2 separate regions of the Xenopus tropicalis genome follow, and region 1 is linked to region 2. A link is a contact called in public Hi-C data. All regions are on one chromosome and are shown on one strand. The core of a region is the stretch at or near the end of the contact, and the rest is flanking DNA. Distances in the headings are between cores, read along the strand shown.

Evidence for each region. A called contact is a pair of places that touch in the nucleus more often than the background predicts.
Region 1: a Hi-C map of neurula embryo shows a contact between it and region 2, with 2.7 times the contacts expected there. The contact joins two enhancer-like sites. A contact is called at or near these places in 3 of 5 Hi-C or Micro-C datasets (brain, gastrula embryo and neurula embryo).

What each region holds. Positions count from the first base shown.
Region 1 is chr5:36,910,043-36,916,569 of UCB_Xtro_10.0, forward strand. It overlaps cfap61 (cilia and flagella associated protein 61), which reads right to left. Exons shown (of 27, transcript NM_001079044.1): 8 at 4,881-5,034. Among named protein-coding and RNA genes, the nearest start is that of cfap61, 14 kb to the right of the region's middle. Within about 2 kb of position 3,484, at least 1 of the 11 cell types and tissues checked has an H3K27ac peak or open chromatin away from gene starts, as enhancers often do. A contact at or near this core is called in neurula embryo, where this site is marked.
Region 2 is chr5:36,778,447-36,785,041 of UCB_Xtro_10.0, forward strand. No RefSeq gene overlaps it. Among named protein-coding and RNA genes, the nearest start is that of insm1, 5.5 kb to the left of the region's middle. Within about 2 kb of position 4,330, at least 4 of the 11 cell types and tissues checked have an H3K27ac peak or open chromatin away from gene starts, as enhancers often do. A contact at or near this core is called in neurula embryo, where this site is marked.

The DNA.
Region 1 (6,527 bases), core at 2,234-4,733, 130 kb after region 2:
GTATAGGACTCGTTATCCAGAATGCTCGAGACCAAGGGTATTCTGTATAAGGGGTCTTTCCATAATTTGGATCTCCATACCTTAAGTCTCCTAAAAAATCAATAAAACATTAATTAAACCCAATAGGACTGTTCTGCCCCCAATAAGGATTATTTATATCTTAGTTGGGATCAATTACAAGATACTGTTTTATTATTACAGAGAAAAGGGAAATCATGGGAGACGGGTTTTCCGTAATTCTGAGTTTTCTGGATAATGTGTTTCCGGATAAGGGATCCCATACCTGTACAAGATATTTAGTTAAACATGTACTTTTAATATTTATGAATTTTGTTACAAAAGCGCCACCTTCTGGTATGTTTCCAACCGTGATTCAGTCGAAGAACTTGCCAGAAGGAAATAAAATGGACCTGTTGTAATGTTCCTCTGTTAAGAAACACATTAAAAACAATAACTTTCCTCATGTCTTTTCTAAACAGAAAAACATCACAACAGCCCTTCTTTCTTCTGACTGGATCTGACAGTCCTTGACTGGATCACAATTGGAAACTAACCAGCAAGTGGTGCTAATATTAATAAAGGAATGGAACCTGTTATCGAGAATACTCTGGGTTTTCTGAATAACCTTTCTCTAATTTGGACCTCCTTAAGTCTGCTATAGTTGAGATCAAGTACAAGGTACTGTTTTATTATTACAGGGAAAAAGAAAATCAGATTTAAAAATTGAAATTATTCATTAAATTGAGTCACGTAATTCAGTAACGGATAAAGGATTTCTGGGTAATGGATCCTATAATTGTAGTGTATATTTCCATCAATATTAATATCTAAGAAAAAATAATTAATGTAATTTGCAAAAAATCTTAGAATAGCACTCATCAATTTTACATTCACTTATTTTAAAGGTTTACTTACCCTTTAAGGACCGCACACGTGATCATAAAATGTGGAATCTACTGCACAAGGAAAAACAAGCACTAAATGCTGCTCTGTAATTAGCTAATTAGCATTTTAGTTTTATTGTCAGTTTTATTTGTCATGAAAGCAGAAAGCAAATAATGAATGAGTCACACGTTTAATAAGGAGAATATTAAAATCTGCTTGGAGAAAAGAGAAAAAAGGCAGCTCTTTCAGGGAGGAAATTATCAGCGGGGCCCAAAGATGGCTCAGTGTGTTACCTAAAGGAAAATCTTTTGAATGACTTGGAAAACAGTATTTTGAACAAACTAATTCCTGACCTCACATCGAGTAGCCTCTAAATAACCATAATTATCTCCAGGCGTAAATGGCATATCGACAATATAGTTACAATTGATTTTTGCCTAATTACTTCTTGTTGTCATTCAACATGGATTTCTAAGAGGAAAACAATGACTACCTGTGGACAGTGCTGAGATTAGGGAAATGAAGCCACTGAAAGGGGAAAAAACATTGAGATAACGCATAATTCATCATGGGAATGTTTTATTTGGGGATTTTTAGTTCGATTATCATAAAGCACCCTTTAAGCTTTCCAAGAAGAAACCCTGTTAGGATCTTTCTGCTAAAGTGAGTCTTTCTGGAACTGACAGCTTTCTCAGTGACTTTTTTTTTCCTCTAATAAGAAATTATGAGATACACCTTTAGGGGTAGGGCTTAGAGAGCTTGGTTTGACTCCTGTATGTTACCATGTTCCATGATCATATAAAAGCATGAGACCTAGTGCTTTTATACAGGTCATGGAACTGCAAGGTGACTTCTAATATACTCGTGTTTTATAACAAGGGATACATAATTTATTATAATACACAAGTTTCAAAGAGTCATGTGACATAATTTACATCATTATGCACTGATTATAACTGGTGACATCCCTAGGCACCATTTATAAGCATATCATTTTCAGGACTTTTCATAGCTTTTGTATGGTATGGTACCTGTTATCCAGAAACCTGTTATCCAGAAAGTTCCAAATTATGGAAAAGCCATCTCCCATGGACCCCATATTAAAATAATTTTTAAAAATGATTTCCTTTTTTCTCTGTAATAATAAGACAGTACCTTGTACTTGAGACCAACTTCGATTAATTGATCCTTATTGGAGGCAAAATAATCATTCTGGGTTTAATCACTGTATAAATAATTTTTTAGTAGACTTAGGGGCAGATTTAGCGAAATTTGGAATCTGGAGCTTAATACATAAAAACTCACCCATGTTCTATTCATTCCTATGGGATTTTTAGAAGCGTATTTATCAAATAGTGAGTACTAACTTTCACCCATTGATAAATACACTTCTAAAAATCTCATAGGAATGAATAGAATGTGGGTGAGTTTTTATGTATTAAGCTCTAAACTCACATTTTGATAAATCTGCCCCTTAAGGTATGAAGATCCAAATTATTGAAAGACCCCCTTATATGGAAAACCCCAGGTCCCAAGCATTCTGCATAACAGGTCCCATACCTGTATTTTATATATATGTCTGTGTGTGTGCGTGTGTGTGCGTGTGTGTGTGTATAAAGCAATCTATCTGTACAGCACTCTGTTCCCAAAAACTGCTTCCTCCACATATAGAAGTAACTTTCAAGTGGATAGCACTCACATAAATGTCACATAAGTGTATTATACAAATAGTATGGTGATGTAATACTATTTGTATAACACACTTTAAAATTTACATAAGTGCTCAATTAGCTCTCAATGCATGACATTAAAACTGTACTTGAGGTGTTATTAATGCCATGTATAGATTTAAGTGATTAATATATTAATTATAGGAGCAAGTAGGGGTAATTTACAGAGAATTTCTATATGTGGAAAAGGAGCTTCCAACCATTTTGTACTGCAGGTCCAATTCACCAAGTGCAGACAATAATACAAAAGCACAGTTGAGGAAACCATTTTAAGTCTGAGATGGAGTATGCATGAACACAGTTTACAAAATCCTTAAAATCTGAAGAGGGCCTTGTTGTATGTATAGCTGCATAAATAGTATTATTATCCAGCGAAACTCTTCCCCCACTGGCCATTTCATTATGAAAGTGGGATCATGCTTACTTGCCTTTCATACCAATCAGGGAACTGTCCTTGTTCTGCTTACATATAAGACATCCATTCAAGACATTTATTGGTTTCCAAATCAATGGCTGGTCAGTATAATGCCCTTTTAATATGCTGCAGATTCAAAAGCACCATCAGAAGTGTCCCTAGACCATTAGCACTTGCTATTACATGAGAGGGGCTCTGATGTATTGCCAGGGCTCTGCTTAGCCGGCTTGATATATCAGTTATCAGTGTGTGCTGAATGTAACGGCTTGCTCCCATCGGCATTAGAATGCTTTTAAACTAAGGCCATTTTCTGTGGAATATTACATAAAAAATTAATTGATAGTGAACTATAAATAAGTAGAGGAGAATTCCGTCACTCTTTCCATCACAATAGCCTGCATACAGTAGAAGCAACCATGGCTGCGTGTTTTGTGTCTTTTGGCTCTGGTGCTCCACAAAGAAAACAAAAAGAGCTTTATCTGAGGAGGCTTTGCCTGTCTATTTTGCAGCTGTTGGTCCATTGTGCTCCGTTACTAAAAAGCGGAGAAAGGAATAATTGAGGCATGGCTGTGTTAAGTAGTTCCTATAATTGACACCCTGTTTTAAACAAATTGAAGGTGATATGTAAAAAAAAAGTAAGATGGAGTAATTCTGCCACAAAGACATTGCTCCAAATTGAATATAAAATAACTATGATGGCCTTCCTAGAAATCAGTGGGTTTCCTTTTACAGATAAGATGTTTTGCTTTAGATAAACCACTTGTATATATGCATTTATAAGGCTCTCTGTGTCCAGTTTATTTTATCCAGGCTTTTCCTTCCCAATGCAATAAAAATAATTCTCATCAGGATTTTTGTTGTTACTTTTGTGCACACAGTGAACAGAGGGCAGTGGTATTGCATGCAAATCCTTTGGTTTGAGAACTGATTGCACCGATATTCATTAGTGCCTTATAATTCCTTTGGGGAAAATCAGCAGCTAGATGGTGTGCAAAACAAACACATTATAAACTCATCAACAAGCATCTATAAAAGAGCTACCAACTCGCTTTTATGTCTGAGCCTCTCCATGTTTGTTGCCACTACTTTTCCGTTGGTGTTGTTTTCTGTTCAACTATAGCATGCATGCATGCTCTTTCCTTCCATGTTTATGGTAGGTTCAGTACCATCTACTCAAATGCCCATCTCTGTTGGGAGTAAGTCATTTAGAAGTTTACAAAAAAGTCAGGTGCATTGTCTTCCAATATTGATAGTAAAGAAGGAACTAATGTTTCAAATTGTATAAAGCTTTTTATGTGCTTGACCCCAAATTCATGCTGTGGGCTCTAAAAAAATGACTCTAAAGATGGACGGAGAGTGGCATAAAAATACAGTGAAAGACACCAGTGATTACATCTGCGATACCCACTGCTTTTACGGTCTTTCAGATTAATTGCTAATTATTTGCTAATCACTATTAGAACAAGGGATTCCCTAGCTTTTGGGATCCATGGGTGTGTGGGTGAGGTTAGGGTGCAAAAGTGTAAGCCTGGGACAGCACAGGTGACAAGTTCATCCAGCAAAGCCCTGTATAAGGGTTAAAACCCACAAGCGTTTTTCATTAAATTTTGTGCGACAGATTTAATCTGACTCTTCATGCAGCAGCACACAACATCATGCAACAGCACAAGATTTTATAGGATCCTACAAAATCTGATCTCCATAGGATCAATCATTCAAATAAAGAAGCACAGTACAATGTAGAGGTCATACAGTAAATTTGTAGTTTGGTCATCCCCTAACTGTAACATTTGCATATAAATGCGGTTATATGATTTTTCTCTTAGGTTAGTGATATAAAGCGACCATACCTTTCTCAATGCTTGTTTTTTCACTTGCATATAAAATATCATCAGGATGTGGCTTGCACAGTCCATGAAAAGGCCCCAAGTCGAAGCAGCTCTGCAGCAGTCTGGCGTTAATCTCAGAACTCACACTCATAAAGCCCACAGCTTTGCCCTTATCCTGCAAAAAGATACATAAAATACTTTTTTTTCCAAAAAACTCTATAATGCCTCACCTCAAACAGATTTACTTTCTTTATTATTCACAATGCTAAACAGTAGCAAACATACACAGCATTTTATAACAGGTGAATATTTATGTATTAAATACACATGCACACATATGTAAATAGTATATTTTCTTCACAATGCAGGAAAAGAATATATTTTCAAGTAATATAGATCCAGAACATGACATTTATGCCTTAATGCCGACACAGATAAGTGAAACCTCATTTAAGACAAGTGCAAAAGTGGGCATGCTAAAATGGGCACAGAATACACACAATAGCTACTGATGCTATTCATTGAAAGTATCTGCTCTTTCTTGCAGTTATGCTGAGCATCAGTGTACCTCTCCTGCCTCTTATGATGATTTATCAGCAAGTGTGCCTATGCACTCTGGGGACCCCTGAAGCTACGGCCACCATGGATGTAAAGGCAATTCCAGCTTTTCCACAGTAAGTTGCTCCAATACCTGATACAAACTTGCGCCTAGTGAATCAGATGCTAAAGCCATTTTTAATATTCACTTACACACTATGATGTTTGCTGTAACCTGTGCTGTTCTCATTGTGATGCTGTCATCACAATGAGAACCACATATGGTGAATTGCATCTGAAAACTGCACTTTGCCAGATAATTAAATGCACCTAATGGGGCAAGTTGCACTACATAAGGCACCCTCTTGTTTGCTAAATAAGCCACCCTTGGATTGCCTCTAGCTTGTGGGTCATTCAAACTGTGCTAACTGAGGAATGCAAGGGGGCACAGTGCTGGAGTGCCCTGTACTGGTCCTTATGACAGCTGGAAATGTTATTATTCAACCAACAAATATATTTTTTTCTATCTGTAATATTGGTCTGTAGGCGCCAAAGTCTGAGCTTTCAGGAGGAGCCAGCACTACACATTAGAACTGCTTTCAGGTAACCTATTGTTTCTCCTACTCCCATGTAACTGGAGGAGTCCCAAGCCAGACTTGGATTTCATACTATTGAGTGCTATTCTGAGGGGGGTGATATCACTCCAACTTGCAGCGCAGCAGTAAAGTGTGACTGAAGTTTATTAGAGCACAGGTCACATGGCTGTGGCACTCTGGGAAATGAAGAATATGGCTAGCCCCATGTGAAACTTCAAAATTAAATAGAATAAATCTGTCTGTTTTTTAGAAAATGGATTTCAATGCAGGATTCTTCTAAAGGAGCTCTATTAACTGATGCATTTTAAAGAAAACATATTTTCCCATAAAAGTATTCCTTTAAGTGCATGGGGAGATTAAAGCTGCCAATTTGGACCCTTCTGTATGAGTTGGCAGCTTATCTGCGCATGTATGGGACTCTCCAATGGGCCTGTCTGACCGTTATTGGTCAAAAATTGGACAGATATTGATTCAGGCAAGTTATAAAATCCTATCAGGGCCAGGACCTCATTGGCTTGTTGATGCGGTCCAACAG
Region 2 (6,595 bases), core at 3,080-5,579:
ACGGTTCTAAATCACCTTCACCTCCCACTGATAGTCCCTAACAAGGCAACACAGTATGATGTATAGTGTGTGTAGTTATATATGTTACTTTACTATATATTAGACTGTATATACAAGTGCGATGTGCCATATTGCTCGGCATTCTCCAAATTCATGTACAGTAGGTAGTACTTTTGTCAATGAGTCAGTTTTGCCACTAAGGGGCGCTGTAACAGTTTCAATAGGGGCTACTGGTGCTATTTTATACTCTGTAAAGCAGTATGGCACTTCCCCCGCACAGGACTAAACATAATTAAGCAGATAATTCCCCTGCGGCCATATGTTTTTCTAAAGTAAACAAAAATTCGCTTTTCATGCATATCCAAATCCAACCTACAACCCACCAACTGTTTTTAAACTACAACTCCTAGAAACCCCCATTGCTAAATGTCATTTGCGCTGATATCAGCCTTTTCACCCCAAAAGCCCTTCCCTGTGGTGCTGGGGGCCCTTTAAGGATCCCCCTTCTGGGTAGGAATTAAGGCATCACAAGTACAGGGCACTGGGCCCGTAATCAATAGAAGAGGCGACAGGCCCAGTACTTGGGGCGCAATTGAATTGTAGATAATGAAAATGATAACAGGAGCCAGAGGCACCCCCACCCCGGCCAAGTGCAGCAGCAGCCTGTGCGATTCTCTCATCCCGGCTATTACCTATTATTATGGAAGTCAGTGTTTGGCAAATGAGGGGAGAGAAGTGGCAGCAGAGCAATTTGACCCGGTTCCATGGAGCATTGTGACTGCGCTGCGCAGCTTGCTGAATGCGGAGCATTATTCTGGATGAGCCTGACAGCTGTCCTATCTTTTTGTCTGCCCTGCCGCATCTTTCCGTTGTGATCAATAACAAGCTGGAGGCCGATTCTCCTTGTGGCCTTTGTCTTATCCCTGATTGTGGCAGAGAAGTGTGCTGCCTCTCGGAGATGCCGGGCCCTATTGTCAGGCTGCTGCCAGAGAATGGCTTGTTTGTGTAGTGTTTGACCCCAGTGCCGGGGGAAGTGAGGCTTTTGTGTTTGAAGGAATTAGCGATTGTTGTGTCTGTCTGGGGAACATGCCACAAAGTAGCAGCAGCAGCCTGGCCTGACATCCCACAGATACCCCTACACACATATACAATCAGTGCTGACAATGTAACTATTTCCTTCTCTCCTGCCCAAACACTCAGCACTTTCATTCCTGGTATGGGAAGGAATACCTTTGTACTGGGGCCCAGGCCCCCCTGCTGTTACTGACCTACAGCTCATAGCCATTTTGTGTATCAGAGAGCTGGCATACAGGGTTAATCAGGGCCTCTGTCACTTCCAATACTTACAGTACTCAGATGTTAATAACAACAGGGCATCATTCCCAGAGTGCAGCTTGAAGGCCTCTCTGGTTCCCTGTGAATTCACCCAAAACCCCAAAGTGACCCATGTACAGTCAGTGTATCTCGGTGTCAGTGCTACTGGCAGTAATGGACACTGTATAGGCAGTTTTGCCTCAGCTAAAGCAAAGCCTGTGGGCACACAGATCTGGCAGCTGCAGCCACTGTTTGACTGGAACACAAGAGTGATTGGCAGGTGTGACTCTAAGCATCTCTGCAGCAGCTGTAGGCTTTAGTGCCCCCAGCTATCGGGAGCAATATGGTGACATGCGTTCCAGCCTAGAGCTACATCAATCACAGCCATCTGTAATCCCAAACCCCTCCACAATATAGTATATAGCAGCCAACACACACACATCATATGTGAACAGACACAAGCGTCATGTATACAGATACACACAGGCACACTAAGGTGGCCATGCATGGTAAGATACACTCATTTGGTGACCAAACAAATGGATCTCGTTTTTAGTGACAATGACAATATAGATTATCTATTATTATATGCCCAGCTAAGGTGGGCAATATCAGACTAATTTGATCAGGTGGCCCTAGGGCCAAACAATTGAATAAAAACTGGGGGTATATGGGCCATCAGACCAAGGACCACATCAACGAGCCAATGTGGTCCCTGATCTGACAAGAAAATCAAACCTGACAGAGATCTGGGCATTTTAGCGCAGGTATCGGTAGGGTAGGCCTGTCGGGGGTACATGGGCAGATAAGCTGCCCTGTATGGGCACCTTTATACACACTGCTGGGGTCTGTAGGGGAACAGGAGGCTCATTGGGGTCCCTAAATAATGTCACCATATTTCGGCCAAACAGAATTTCACATTTGCCACTGATTTGGAGCTGTTCCACACAAGGCCATGGGGGGGGGGGTGGGAGGTAACTTAATAAAGGTATCAAAGTTTCACTGTCAAGTAGTACAACACAAACTGGTCACTAGAAAGCAGGGTTACTAGAAATGTGACTACAAGTGTTCTGTGTTGTGCCAGTCAAACTGAGTGCAGCTGAAAGGTACGTGCCCATGAGAGGCCTAACAAAGCATCAGGCCCACAATGGCAATCTGTGGGTTCTGGCAAATGCCAGAGGGGCTGCTGTAAGATTCCATAGACACTCACTATTTATTGGGCTGGGGGGGGGGCTGTTTGGGCCTTTGTGTACTTAAAATGCCAGGGCCTATTTTAGACTAATGCCCCATGGAGGTAAATCTCTGCTAGGGCAGGTAACTAATCTCTCAGAAATGCCTTTCTACCCACAACAAAGTGATTCGCTGGTGGAAAGGCATAAGCGTCTCTTCCTTTTCTGAAGTTGCGGGAAGTTGCCTGCAGGAGAAAACTTTGCGCGACTTTGGAAAAACGTAGTGACGCATTTGCTTTTCCATTGGCAATTCACTTTTTTGCGGGCGGAAAGGCATTTCGGAGAGGTTACCTCTCTCCATGGGGGATTAGACTTGAATCCCAGTTCCTGCCTGGTGGGTACAGTTAGGAATTCTGGGAACAACTTCTGCTCTGTGGGTAAAAAATCATGGAGAGTTGTGCTGATTTTTCTTCTACAAATGAATGTACTGTATATAAAGACTGGAGTGTGACACACCCACACATAGCCTCACACAATCATCCCCAAACATAGTCTCCCCCTTGCACTTTCACCCAAAAGCTTCCTCCCTCCTTTCAATTCTCCTTCTATTCACCTTCCACCCCTCCCCAGACCCCCACCCTTTGTTCTGCCCATTAGCATAAAGCTGGTATGGATCTCCCGTTAAATAATTACATCCATAATAGGAAGGAATGAAGGAGCGAGAGAAAGGAAGCTGCTTGGGGGGGGGGGGGGGGATACCTCATTCTGAGACTAAATAAAGTCAAGGTTTGGAGGGCAAAGAAAAGAAGGGGGATTTAATGATGAAAAATATTTTGGAAAGTTCCATGTTATAATGATCTGTGGCTTTAAACTATGGTGAGTAAGGGCCCAATAAAAAAATGGGATTCTGTGACATATTCATGACATTTAGATACCAGGAGCTCACATTATCTGCTGGCATGCATGTCTCAAGGGGCACAGCGCCTGGGTGCAGTTCAGCAGGTTCCCTCACTTTATCCTTCTATAAAACCTTTCAGAGTAATGGCACATGGGATTCTTTCCAGCACTTTGAAAACCACATTTGAAAGTAGCCCAAAAATCCAATGCCAGGTTACCCAAAACAGCCCTCCCATAGAATTATAACAGATATATATTTTCTGTATACAATATATATATGTTTGTGTGTATTGTGAGTGATGCCTTGTAGCCGAGGGTGCTGCTATACAGGGCTCCCTTTAGCTAATCAGTGATTTAAGGAAAAGGGTTCTATCATGGGATGAACTAAAACTTGCTCTATAATAGAATAAAGAACAGATATAATATTTGTACTGTATATCTGGTTCCTAATGTTAATTCTCTCCAGTGTGTTTGTACTGTGCCAAAGCAGATCCAGCAGCAGCTGAAAGCAAGGCGAGTGCCAAGCTACCCCCCAAGGCAGATAATGCCAGTAATGATACAGGAATGATAGCGCAATCCTGGGCAGGAGTTATTGCCCAGTGACTGAGGGGGCAGCAGGCAGGACAATATCCTTATAGTAGGCAGGATAATCACTATGTACAGCAGCAGCAGGGCTGGTTGGGGGGGTGTCAAAGTGCCTATTATTCTTATGGAAAGGACAGGTTGCCCAGGTTTCCCAGTTTAGATCCCTTACTTGCTCTCAGTCACTATGGAAATGGGAGATGGAACAATGGCAGTTCAGAAGGGGCCACATAGAGACACACTTTCTGCTGGTGACCTGATCTGTGGCTCTTGTTCTGCTGCCCGGCTGTTTGTACATGGGCGCTATTGGAGTGCAGTGCCTGCTCAGCACTCTGTGTTTGCTCAGTGATGTGTGCTCCCAGTGCCTCCTTGTTTAATGATGAAGGCAGTGGATTTCTCCCATTAGCATACAGCTGCAGGTTAGGCCTACGCTCCCCCCACCCCATTCTCCCCTAAGCAATGTACACTTTATCCAACCTTATCAGCACTTGAGCTCTCAGGCAGCCGGCAAGGAAATCAGCATCTCTGTGCATATGGTTACCTTGCCTTCCCCTCCTCTCCGGGATACTCACAAAGCAAATCATTCCATATCCTCATTCATCATGGGGCTATGGCATGAACTGTACCTGCCCTGCATAGCTGACTCCTGGCAGCTCTCTGCTATATTCTGGGTACAGGAGGGAGGGCCAAAAATTGGTAAGATGGGGCCCTGGACAAGTGGGTTGCCACCTTTTCTGGAACAAAACGCCCTTCCGTTATATTTATTTTTCTCTCCTTTTAATACATTGGAGATCAAGCATCATTTTTACCAGCCAGGTTGGTAAAATACTGGCCAAATGGCAACCCTATGGGCAACCCCTTAGTCTGAGTGGAAAAATACTTAACCCTGAGATGTTCAGCCTGATTTCCTGTTGCTGAATTACAGCTCCCACATCCCCGGGCAGTCATAGTGATGCTTGGAATAGCAGTGCAATATCTGCTGGGGATAAATGCTAAATGCTGGGTATTTAGCAGGTGAATAAGGGTGCTGGATGTGTAGTGGGTAAATTAGGGTGCTTGGTGTTTAGCGGGTGAATTTGGGTGCTTGGTGTTTAGCGGGTGAATTTGGGTGCTGAGTGTACAGCTTCTCTTGTAAACTTCTGTGTAAACTTCTTTGTAAATGTAATTGCAATTAAAAGCAGTGTTTGTTTATCCCTTCCTGCAGTGCCACTTCCCACTCTTAAAACAATGTAAAAGAAACCAGCTCTGCTGCACCCCAAGATTCCAATTCCCACAATGCATTGCGTGCTACAGGTCTGTTAATCGGATGTACAGTATACTTGTAATACAGGTGGATTCCGATTTAAGTGGAGTTTCCTATCCTAAATAAGCAACCAATGAGCACAGGCTGGTACATTCAGCAATAGCTAATTGCTCCCTTTGAGTGGTGTCACTAGGTTGGTGACAAAAAGGCCTCCGTGCCTTGCTGTATCTATTGTGCCTAAGTGGCACTGCCCTGGGGATCAGAGATGGCAGACAGCAGTGCAGCTCCCCTGATGGCTCCTGTGATGCCCTTTACCCAGACCTGTGGGTTTATTGATTTCTCTGTATTGCACATTGATGCCTTTCTACACGCTCAGCAATTCTGCCCCCCCCCCCCCCCCCAGTCTGTAATTACCTGGCATTTTTGTCTTTCTCCAACAACAGAAATACTGAGCAAAAAATCCTTCCCTTCAACAAAGATAAAAACAGCAACGGCAGGGAAAGTCATAAAGCAAGAGACTACCTGCAACATCGGAGGCCACACTATGGCAACACAATCAGATGCACACAGTGTCAGTACATGTACCTGCATTAGTGAGTAAGCAAACGCTAACATGTTACAGGGAAGCCCCCCACTGATTAGCGGGATACTCCATCTGCTCTGCCTTATTTAGGAAGGTAAGTGACTCTCGCTCTATGTGCTCCTCCGCCATCTACAGGAAGCTCCCTCTTTCTCTCCTATACGGCACAGGAACTTTACTATCATACATTTTCCCTTAAATTATTAACATGTGGGTTGGGAGCCAAGTATGACTTCTCATGTTTTTAGGGTGAATCGCTATGATCCCCTTTAATATTGTGCACTTTTTTCCTAAAGCAGAAAATAGTAATTAGAATGAGCTACATGGCCTCTTAACAGGGTTGCCACCAGGCCCAGACTGGCAATCTGTGGATTCTGGCAAATGCCAGAGGGGCTGCTGTAAGATTCCATAGGCAGTCACTATTTATTGGGCCTGTGAGGGGCTTTTGGGCCTCTGTGTACTTGAAATGCCAGGGCCTGTTTTGAACCTCAGTCCAGGCCTGGTTGCCACCTTTTGTTATCAGCCAGACAGTGCTCCAGGCAATGGGGCAGTGGGGAACTGAGATGGGAGCTTGTATTGGGGCAGATAGGAATTGGTCCAGGGGAGGTACAACAGATATATGAACAATTTTTTTGTGAGTCACCCATATTTAAACCTTTTTTACCCAGTCACCTTACCCCCTCAAATGAAGTGCACAGAAATGTCACTGAGCAGGAGTGTAACTACAGAGGAAGCAGACCCTGCAGTTGCTGGGAAGCCCAGTAGTGTCGAGGGCCTGAGGGTTGTGATCTATGGAACAATGAGGAAGTG